Linked DNA regions of Salmo salar: region 2 is linked to region 1. A link is a contact called in public Hi-C data. All regions are on one chromosome and are shown on one strand. Each heading gives the region's core, a stretch centred on a gene start, on an enhancer-like site or on the middle of the called end of the contact. The rest is flanking DNA. Distances are from core to core; before and after follow the strand shown.

The links. A called contact is a pair of places that touch in the nucleus more often than the background predicts.
Region 2: a Hi-C map of gill shows a contact between it and region 1, with 3 times the contacts expected there. The contact joins the promoter of LOC106611497 here to the enhancer-like site in region 1. A contact is called at or near these places in 2 of 3 Hi-C or Micro-C datasets (gill and muscle).

What each region holds. Positions count from the first base shown.
Region 1 is chrssa09:57,893,309-57,897,459 of Ssal_v3.1, forward strand. The region is part of intron 2 of LOC106611497 (ETS-related transcription factor Elf-1); the gene reads right to left. Among protein-coding and RNA genes, the nearest start is that of LOC106611497, 68 kb to the right of the region's middle. Within about 2 kb of position 2,148, at least 4 of the 13 cell types and tissues checked have an H3K27ac peak or open chromatin away from gene starts, as enhancers often do. A contact at or near this core is called in gill, where this site is marked.
Region 2 is chrssa09:57,961,591-57,965,810 of Ssal_v3.1, forward strand. LOC106611497 (ETS-related transcription factor Elf-1) reads right to left here and starts at 1,924. Exons shown (of 9, transcript XM_045723827.1): 1 at 1,373-1,924. It overlaps trnae-uuc (transfer RNA glutamic acid (anticodon UUC)), which reads right to left and starts at 2,278; the gene lies at 2,207-2,278.

The sequences.
Region 1 (4,151 bases), core at 898-3,397:
CTTTGAGAGGCTAGTTAAGAATTATATCCCCTCCACCTTACCTGACACCCTAGACCCACTTCAATTTGCTTATCGCCCCAATAGATCTACAGACGATGCAATCGCCATCGCACTGCACACTGCCCTATCCCCTCTGGACAAGAAGAATACCTATTTAAGAATGCTGTTCATTGACTATAGCTCAGCATTCAACACCATAGTACCCTCCAAGCTCATCATTAAAGTCGGGGCCCTGGGTCTGAACCCCGCCCTCTGCAACTGGGTCCTGGACTTCCTGACGGGCCGCCTCCCAGGTGGTGAAGGTAGGAAACAACACCTCCACTTCGCTGATCCTCAACACAGGGGCCCCACAAGAGTGCGTGCTCGGCCCCCTCCTGTACTCCTGACGGGCCGCCTCCCAGGTGGTGAAGGTAGGAAACAACACCTCCACTTCGCTGATCCTCAACACAGGGGCCCCACAAGAGTGTGTGCTCAGCCCCCTCCTGTACTCCCTGTTCACCCATAACTGCGTGGCCACGCACGCCTCCAAATCAATCATCAAGTTTGCAGATGACACAACAGTAGTAGGCCTGATTACCAACAATGACGAGACAGCCTACAGGGAGGAGGTGAGGGCCCTGGGACAGTGGTGCCAGGAAAATAACCTCTCACTCAACATCAACAAAACAAAGGAGCTGATCGTGGACTTCAGGAAACAGCAAAGGGAGCACGCACCTATCCACATCGACGGGACCACCGTGGAGGAGGTGGAAAGCTTCAAGTTCCTCGGCGTACACATCACTGACGATCTGAAATGGTCCACCCACACAGACAGTGTTGTGAAGAAGGCACAACAGCGCCTCTTCAACCTCAGATGGGTGAAGAAATGTGGCTTGGACCCTAAAACCAAACTTTTACTGATGCACAATTGAGAGCATCCTGTCGGGCAGTATCACCGCTTGGTACGGCAACTGCACAGACTGCAACAACAGGGCTCTCCAGAGGGTGTTGGGGTCTGCCCAACGCATCACCAGGGGCAAACTACCTGCCCTCCAGGACACTTACAACACCTGATGTCACAGGTAGGCCAAAAAGATCATCAAGGACATCAACCACACGAGCCAAGGCCTGTTCACCCTGACTATCATCCAGAAGGCAAGGTCGGTACAGCTGCATTAAAGCTGGGACAGAGAGACTGAAAAACAGCTTCTATCTCAAGGCCATCTGACTGTTAAAGAGCCATCACTTAATAGTGGAAAACGAGTCACTTTAATAAGGTTTAAATAATGTTTACATACTGCTTTACTCATCTCATATGTATATACTGTATTCTATTCTACTGTATTTTAGTCAATGCCACTCCGGCATTGCTCAATCTAATATTTCTATATTTCTTAATTCCATTCTTTTACTTTTAGATTGGTGTGTATTGTTGTGAATTGTTAGATACTACTGCACTGTTGGAGCGAGGACCACAAGCATTTCACTACACCCGCAATAACATCTGCTAAGGCCTCCCAAGTGGCGCAGTGGTCTAAGGCATTGCATCGCAGTGCTAGCTGTGCCACTAGAGATTCTGGGTTTGAGTCCAGGCTCTGTCGCAGCTGGCTGCGACCAGGAGACCCATGGGGCGGCGCACAATTGTCCCAGCGTTGTCTGGGTTAGGGAAGGATTTGGCTGGCAGGGATGTCCTTGTCCCATTGTGAGCTAGTGACTCCTGCGGCGGGCAGTGCACACTGACACGGTTGCCAGGTGTGCGGTGATTCCTCTGACACATTGGTGCTTCTGGGTTAAGTGGGCATTGTGTCAAGAAGCAGTGCGGCATTCTTTGGGTTGTGTTTCAGAGGACACACGGCTCTTGACATTCACCTCTCCCGAGTCCATATGGGACTTGCAGTAATGAGACAAGACTGTAACTACCAATTGGATACCAGGAAATTGGGGAGATAAAAAAAATTATAATAATTATATATATAACATCTATTAAATATGTGAATGTGACCAATAAAATGTCATTTGCATTGATTTGATTTGAGGGAGAGCTCATTTCAACAGTGTTTCAGTGGCCCACTGGGACATTCTTATTGCTGGGAATTCCAGACACACCCCCTCATTTCCAGCACAACATTTCTCAACACAGGAAGAGCTGACATTTCTCAACTAAGGAAATTGACAGAGCTCTGGCCAAACCGTATGACGGCCATATGAGAAACTGTTGCGTGTGGCGACAAAGCTCACTTTCAACACTTACCGCGTCCACCAGTGTTACCCCTATCTTATTTTCCAGAGGGGTTGCAAACAAACATTCAGGGTCTATTTAAATATAAATATTTTTGTGAACAGGTGGGGTTTCCCACTTGGCTCTATATAATGGTAGGGTAAACACTGTCTACAGTAGGTTTACCAATGTGACATAGCAGTTTGTTTCCCGGATTAGCTTCTCTTATCTCTCATTCGGTGACTCCTTGTGGAGTAAAGACACAGATTTTATTTTCGGTCAGCACACTGTTATTTTCCTGTCTTCAATAGCACCACAAAAGGAGGCTGTGTGTATGGCATCTCTTTCTGTTTGTTTTTTTCCCATAACATGCCCAAAAGACTACAGTTCCTGCTCCAAAAGGACATGGAGCAGGCAGGACTCATAGCTTGCAGGTCCTTTACGTTAGGTTAAGTTGTTCTAAATATCAAACAACCAAAAATGCTCTAATGAAATTGTGCAAAGTATTTTGCCTGCACTCTCATAGCCAGAGAGAAAAAATTAATTCAGTGTCAGTTTCTGAAAATTACCAGGAGATGGAGACAGACTACAGCTCTTTGCCTGACTATCATCTATGTGCTGCTTTGTACTACCCCCCCCCAAAAAAAAAAACATTAGCAGCCAAATACCTTGTCACATTGAAAGTCCAGTAACAACATTTTTACTTAAAATTCCAAAATGGTGTAATGAACAACAAATAGGTATAAATGGAATAACAAAACAATGTTCTGGGTTTTTTACTTTTACTGATGATTTTACGAGGCCCTAAAAATCAATGCAGTACAAATAATATATAAAAGTAACGAGTAATTAAAGAGCAGCAATAAAATAACAATAGCGAGACTACAGTATATACAGCAGGGTACCGGTACAGAGTAAATGTGCTGGGGCACCAGTTAGTCAAGGTAATTGAGGTACTATGTACATGTAGGTAGAGTTATTAAAGTGACTATGCATAGATGATAACAACAGAGAGTAGCAGTAGTGTAAGCTAACAGTACACTAACAGCACCCTGACACAGACAACTGCATTATGTGGAATCATTCAACCTTTAGGAGTCATTACCAAACAATTAGACTATGTAAACATAGCTAGGAGTTCAGGGACTGTTCTATTAACTTCACAAACAATATCTTAGGTTTCTGAACACTGTCCATCAAACAAGCTGCTTTTCCATGATGTCAGAATCAATGGTCAACAGTGGGCCACGAGACCATTTGGGACCTCCACTTGGGACATATAAAGATAAAGAATGCCATTTGGTGTGTCCTTTGACTGTAAAAGCTGAAATTTAATTGACACAACAGCATGTTCTCAGACTATAGTAGCTAGACACAATACCAGATATCTCGGTCGGTCGGGAGCCCCATGTGACCTTGTGTGTGTGTGCATGTTTTAGTAACCAGACAAAGAGAGCACCAGTAAGTCTACTGAGTTTACTCGTCTGTGCATTAACACCACACTGTCTCCCCTCCCTAGTAGAACCAGACCAGACAAACTGAAACCAACACAGATTCTGCTGACGGGGCAGAAGACGTCTTGTCTGTTGTTGTTGTTTTGACATAATGGGGCTCAGTTTCAACAAAGCACCGGTGGGGTTTGCCACAAAGCAGGACCAAAGAGTTACCTACTGGGCACAGACGTCATTTCTAGCTTTGATTTGCATTTGGTTGTCAACTAACATGAATTCAACATGAAATCAATAAAACATTTCACCATGTTATTTGATTTAGGTTAAAAGTTGGATGAAAAAAATACAAAATTCCCTTACGTTTATTACTTTTGGCAAATCTAATCCGTTTTCCACGTTGATTCAGGGTCATCACATAGAATTTTGTTTAAATGACGTGGAAACCACGCCAACCAGTTTTTGCCCAGTGGGTAGCCAGGTAGCTAACTTTCCTATTAGCCAAA
Region 2 (4,220 bases), core at 674-3,173, 68 kb after region 1:
GAAGACCAATGAGATTTCTCAGCTCGCAAAGTCCCAGCATCTTAAACCAAAAATGTAAACATCTGGCAAACGTTTATATTGACCACAGATGGGTTGAGGAGATCAGGTCATTTGAGAAAACACAGTTTAGTGTAGATTCTGGCAGTTGGAAGTAGTTAATTACATGAAAATAAGAATATCTTAACTGATGAACATGTTAGATGAGCATGATGTGTAGACATGGTTCATACGGGTGCCCAATAAAGAGCGGGGTCTTTCTCAAACTCTTGAACTAAATGGCAAACTTCATGATAGAGCAGCAGAACACTGGTAATGGTACCATATGCCATTTCTACAAATCAGAGGGAAATACAAGCACTGGTGCAATGATACAGAATATTCTCCAATAGTATCTTCAGAGTCTGAGAGATATTGGGTATGCTTATTAATGTGATGTCTAATACCTGCAACAGTAGGGTGCAGTTGAACTCGTCTTTACTTAACAGATGAAACATTAACAATCTATTGCTTTCAGGGCTGTATAATTGATCCCTCACACTCACATGAAGCACAAATGGCAACTGGAACCTAGAGCCACTGCAGACAGGCTAGCTCTGTCAGCAGCACACAACAGCCTCTCACATTTACCACACAGCACCCCTGTCACATGGAAGGCATGGTACACTCTTAGAAAAAAACTTTTCCAAAAGGGTTATTTGGCTGTCCCCATAGAAGAACCCTTTTTGGTTCCAGGGAGTACCCTTTTTTGGAAAGGTAGGGCCCTCTGTGGAAAGGGTTCTACATGGCACCCAAAAGGGTTCTGCCTGGAACCAAAAAGGGTTCTTCAAAGGGTTCTTCTATGGGGACAGCCGAAGAACCCATTTAGGTTCTATATAGCAGCTTTCTTTTCTAAGAGTGTATCACAGAATGACACGGCTTCTCAGTAGGAGGGTTAATAAAGCAGAGCAGTGGGTCATACATCTCTGTGATTTTTCATGTCAAATGTTCAGTAATGTGGGTCAGTGGCAGAACATTGTGTATAGAACTCTTTTGAATTTAAGAAATGAAAGTAGTCTATATTTGTTATAGTCTACCAGGTGAATAGATGCAGTACAGCAAATAACTTGTATTTTATTTGTTGTGGATTTACAAGTGGAGTTACATAAATTAAATGTCGTATGTAGGCTATATAGAAATGAATAAAATAAAAATATAAAATGCACTCAATCCATAAACTTACTGAATGGGAGAGCATTCCACGATATGAAAAGGACTGCTTGGGCGGGGGTAACACAACTTTTTCATACACATTCCAGACTAATAGTCAAGACAACATTAAAAAAAAAATCTAATTAGAAGTACATCATTAGCAATTCAAATTGCAAAGACTCACCTTAAATCCTTATTTTATAGTGTCAGACATTTAAAATGACAATGTCTTCATCAAAATCGTCCAGTAGCATAATATCTTCAGTAGGCACTTATCAGCATCTTGTTATTATCCCCAAAAATAATCCCATTTGTGAGATGAAGCTCGACATCATCAGTACAGTAAATATGCCAAGTCTAGTTTCACTACGTTCGCGTGGCTGACATAAGGTTACACTGTTAATTTTCGTATTTTTTTCTTACCGAAAACCGATGCGTGGGGAATTCCTAGCAGTCACATTTTCCCTAAGAAATGATTGGCCAGCATTAGGGATTCGGTTGAAGAAAAAAAACAGGACGTTGTGAAAAATAATGTAATGTTGGTTACTCATATTGAGAAACTTACTGGGATAGGCTAGAATCAACTACGTATCGGACTTTTAACTGAAATGAAAAAGATATACACTACTCGTTTTTATTTTCTTAATCATTATCTTTAGCAGATTGTTTTAACACCAACTAGATTTACAATCACGAACAAAAAAAGTATTTAACATACAACTTCAAGGATGTGGCTCACGTTGATACATTGAAACCAAATGCACACTATCCCGTGTGGTATAAACAGTACTGGCTACACTTTCAACCCCACCCACTTAAGGGATCGCAGTTTTGGTACATTGCCTATTTTGGGAATATACTTTATGTTATAAATATGACCGTGTGGATAGGCTTCTATGTGTTGTCCAGTTGAACTGTAAGATACATTTCAGACTTCATAATATAGGTTGATAACACATCGGTCCTGCTTTATTTACAAGTTCGCGCTACAAGAACGAGACAATATTAAAACAGTGCATTCCCATACCGGGAGTCGAACCCGGGCCGCCTGGGTGAAAACCAGGAATCCTAACCGCTAGACCATATGGGAACCGATGTAATTGCATCACTCAAATATATCTGACATCTATGGGGATAGTTTTTGCTATTGATTTCAAACGTGTCAGTTACAGTTAGCTGGCCCTCCTACACGGGCCCTCCTCCATTCCATTATTACTTTCCAGATTATTACAAATAGACTGAAATTGTTTTAAAGCCTGAATTTAACACATTAACACATTCATGGCAATTCACCCCCACCTAGTGTCGACTTCGTGTAGTGCACTAGAAAAAAAGTGTAACTGCTTTCCAACAATGTGTTTATTGCTTCCCTTTTTCTATGTGCTTGCCATTGAGCAAATAACCCTTTTTCTTGAAAGGGTTATTAAACCCCCCCTTAAAATCATACTACTTACAAGTCAAATAAGAACTTCCAATTGTTTTTTTCCCCAGTTTGATTATTCTGGAAATTACAGAGCTTTACCAAATGGTTTAGAGGTAAAAAGGAATTTCATAACAGCAATGCCATATTAGAATGAAAATTCGAATAGTATTTTTACTCATGTCAACAATATTACATAAATTACTTTGGATATACACTGAGTGTACAAAACATAAAGAACACCTTCCCTCTTTGCCCTCAGAAAAGCCTCAATTCGTTTGGGTATGGACTCTACAAGGTGTCGAATGCGTTCCTCAAGGAGACTGGCCCATGATGACTCCAATGCTTCACATTGGTGGACCATTCTTTATACACTTGATACTTAACAGTTATGCTGAAAAACCCAGCAGGGTTGCAGTTCTTGACACAAACCGGTGCACCTGGCACTTACTACCAGGCAATTAAAAAGTTTGTATTGCCCATTCACCCACATACACAATCCATGTCTCAATTATCTCAAGGCTTAAAAATCCTTCTTTAACCTGTCTCCTCCCCTTCATCTACACTGATTGAAGTGGCATCAATAAGGGATCGTAGCTTTCACCTGGACTCAACTGGTCAGTCTGTCATGGAAAGAGCAGGTGTTCATAATGTTTTGTACACTCAGTGTACGCTTCAATGGCTTTTATAGGATCCAAAGGTAAGCATTGTTAAATAAGGACAATGTCATATTTTAACAAATAATTTTAACTTTGTGTGTCCTTACACAAATATTCAAATACATTGAAATGTATGTGTTTTCGGGTGGTGTATAGTGCAATATCCCCTAAAACGGTTCTCTTAAATTTGAAGTGATCCAGGTTTTTCCACAATGTTTCACAGACTACCTTTTTTTAAATAATATTTAACAAAGTGCAGTTTTTATTACTATTATATGCTTTATTTTATAGGCGACCTTTAGTCTGAAAATGGATTATAATATAATAATAAAATATGCCATTTAGCAGACACTTTTAGGCAAACGTGACTTATCCAAAGCGACGGGCGTAACAAAGCTGGCGAACAATAGTATGTTAAGGGCGGAAGAAGCGGGAGAAGAAAAAAGAGGGAAAAAAAAGAATGTTTCTTCTTGATAATATAAATGTTTATTAATCATTATTTATTATGAAAGTGTTGTTTTTCCTGTTTGAGAAAGGGCAAGAGTGGCCCCGAAAGCCCCTGTTCGAATCCTGCCTTGGCCAGAAATAACATTTCTAAACGTCCACTATAGTGTCTAAAAGTGTTATTTTTCACATTGGTGTATTTAAGATCACCTGGGTTAATGGAACATTTTATGGTAGCATAATCATAACATATAGTGTTGTTCTAATGAGGTTGGTTTATTACTGTACTATACTCCCTTGTTTATGCAATTATTATCTTAAATGATCAGTTCTGTTTTTTTGTGGACTGCATATTTCTTGATGTAATTATTATTATATTATTATACATTCCTCTGAGAGAAAAACATTTTTGTTATTAGAAGTGAATAATGATTTACCTACAATCAAAGCCATTCTAAGAACTGGTCGAAATATAGAAACATGTTTATTAATGACAAATTACACACACA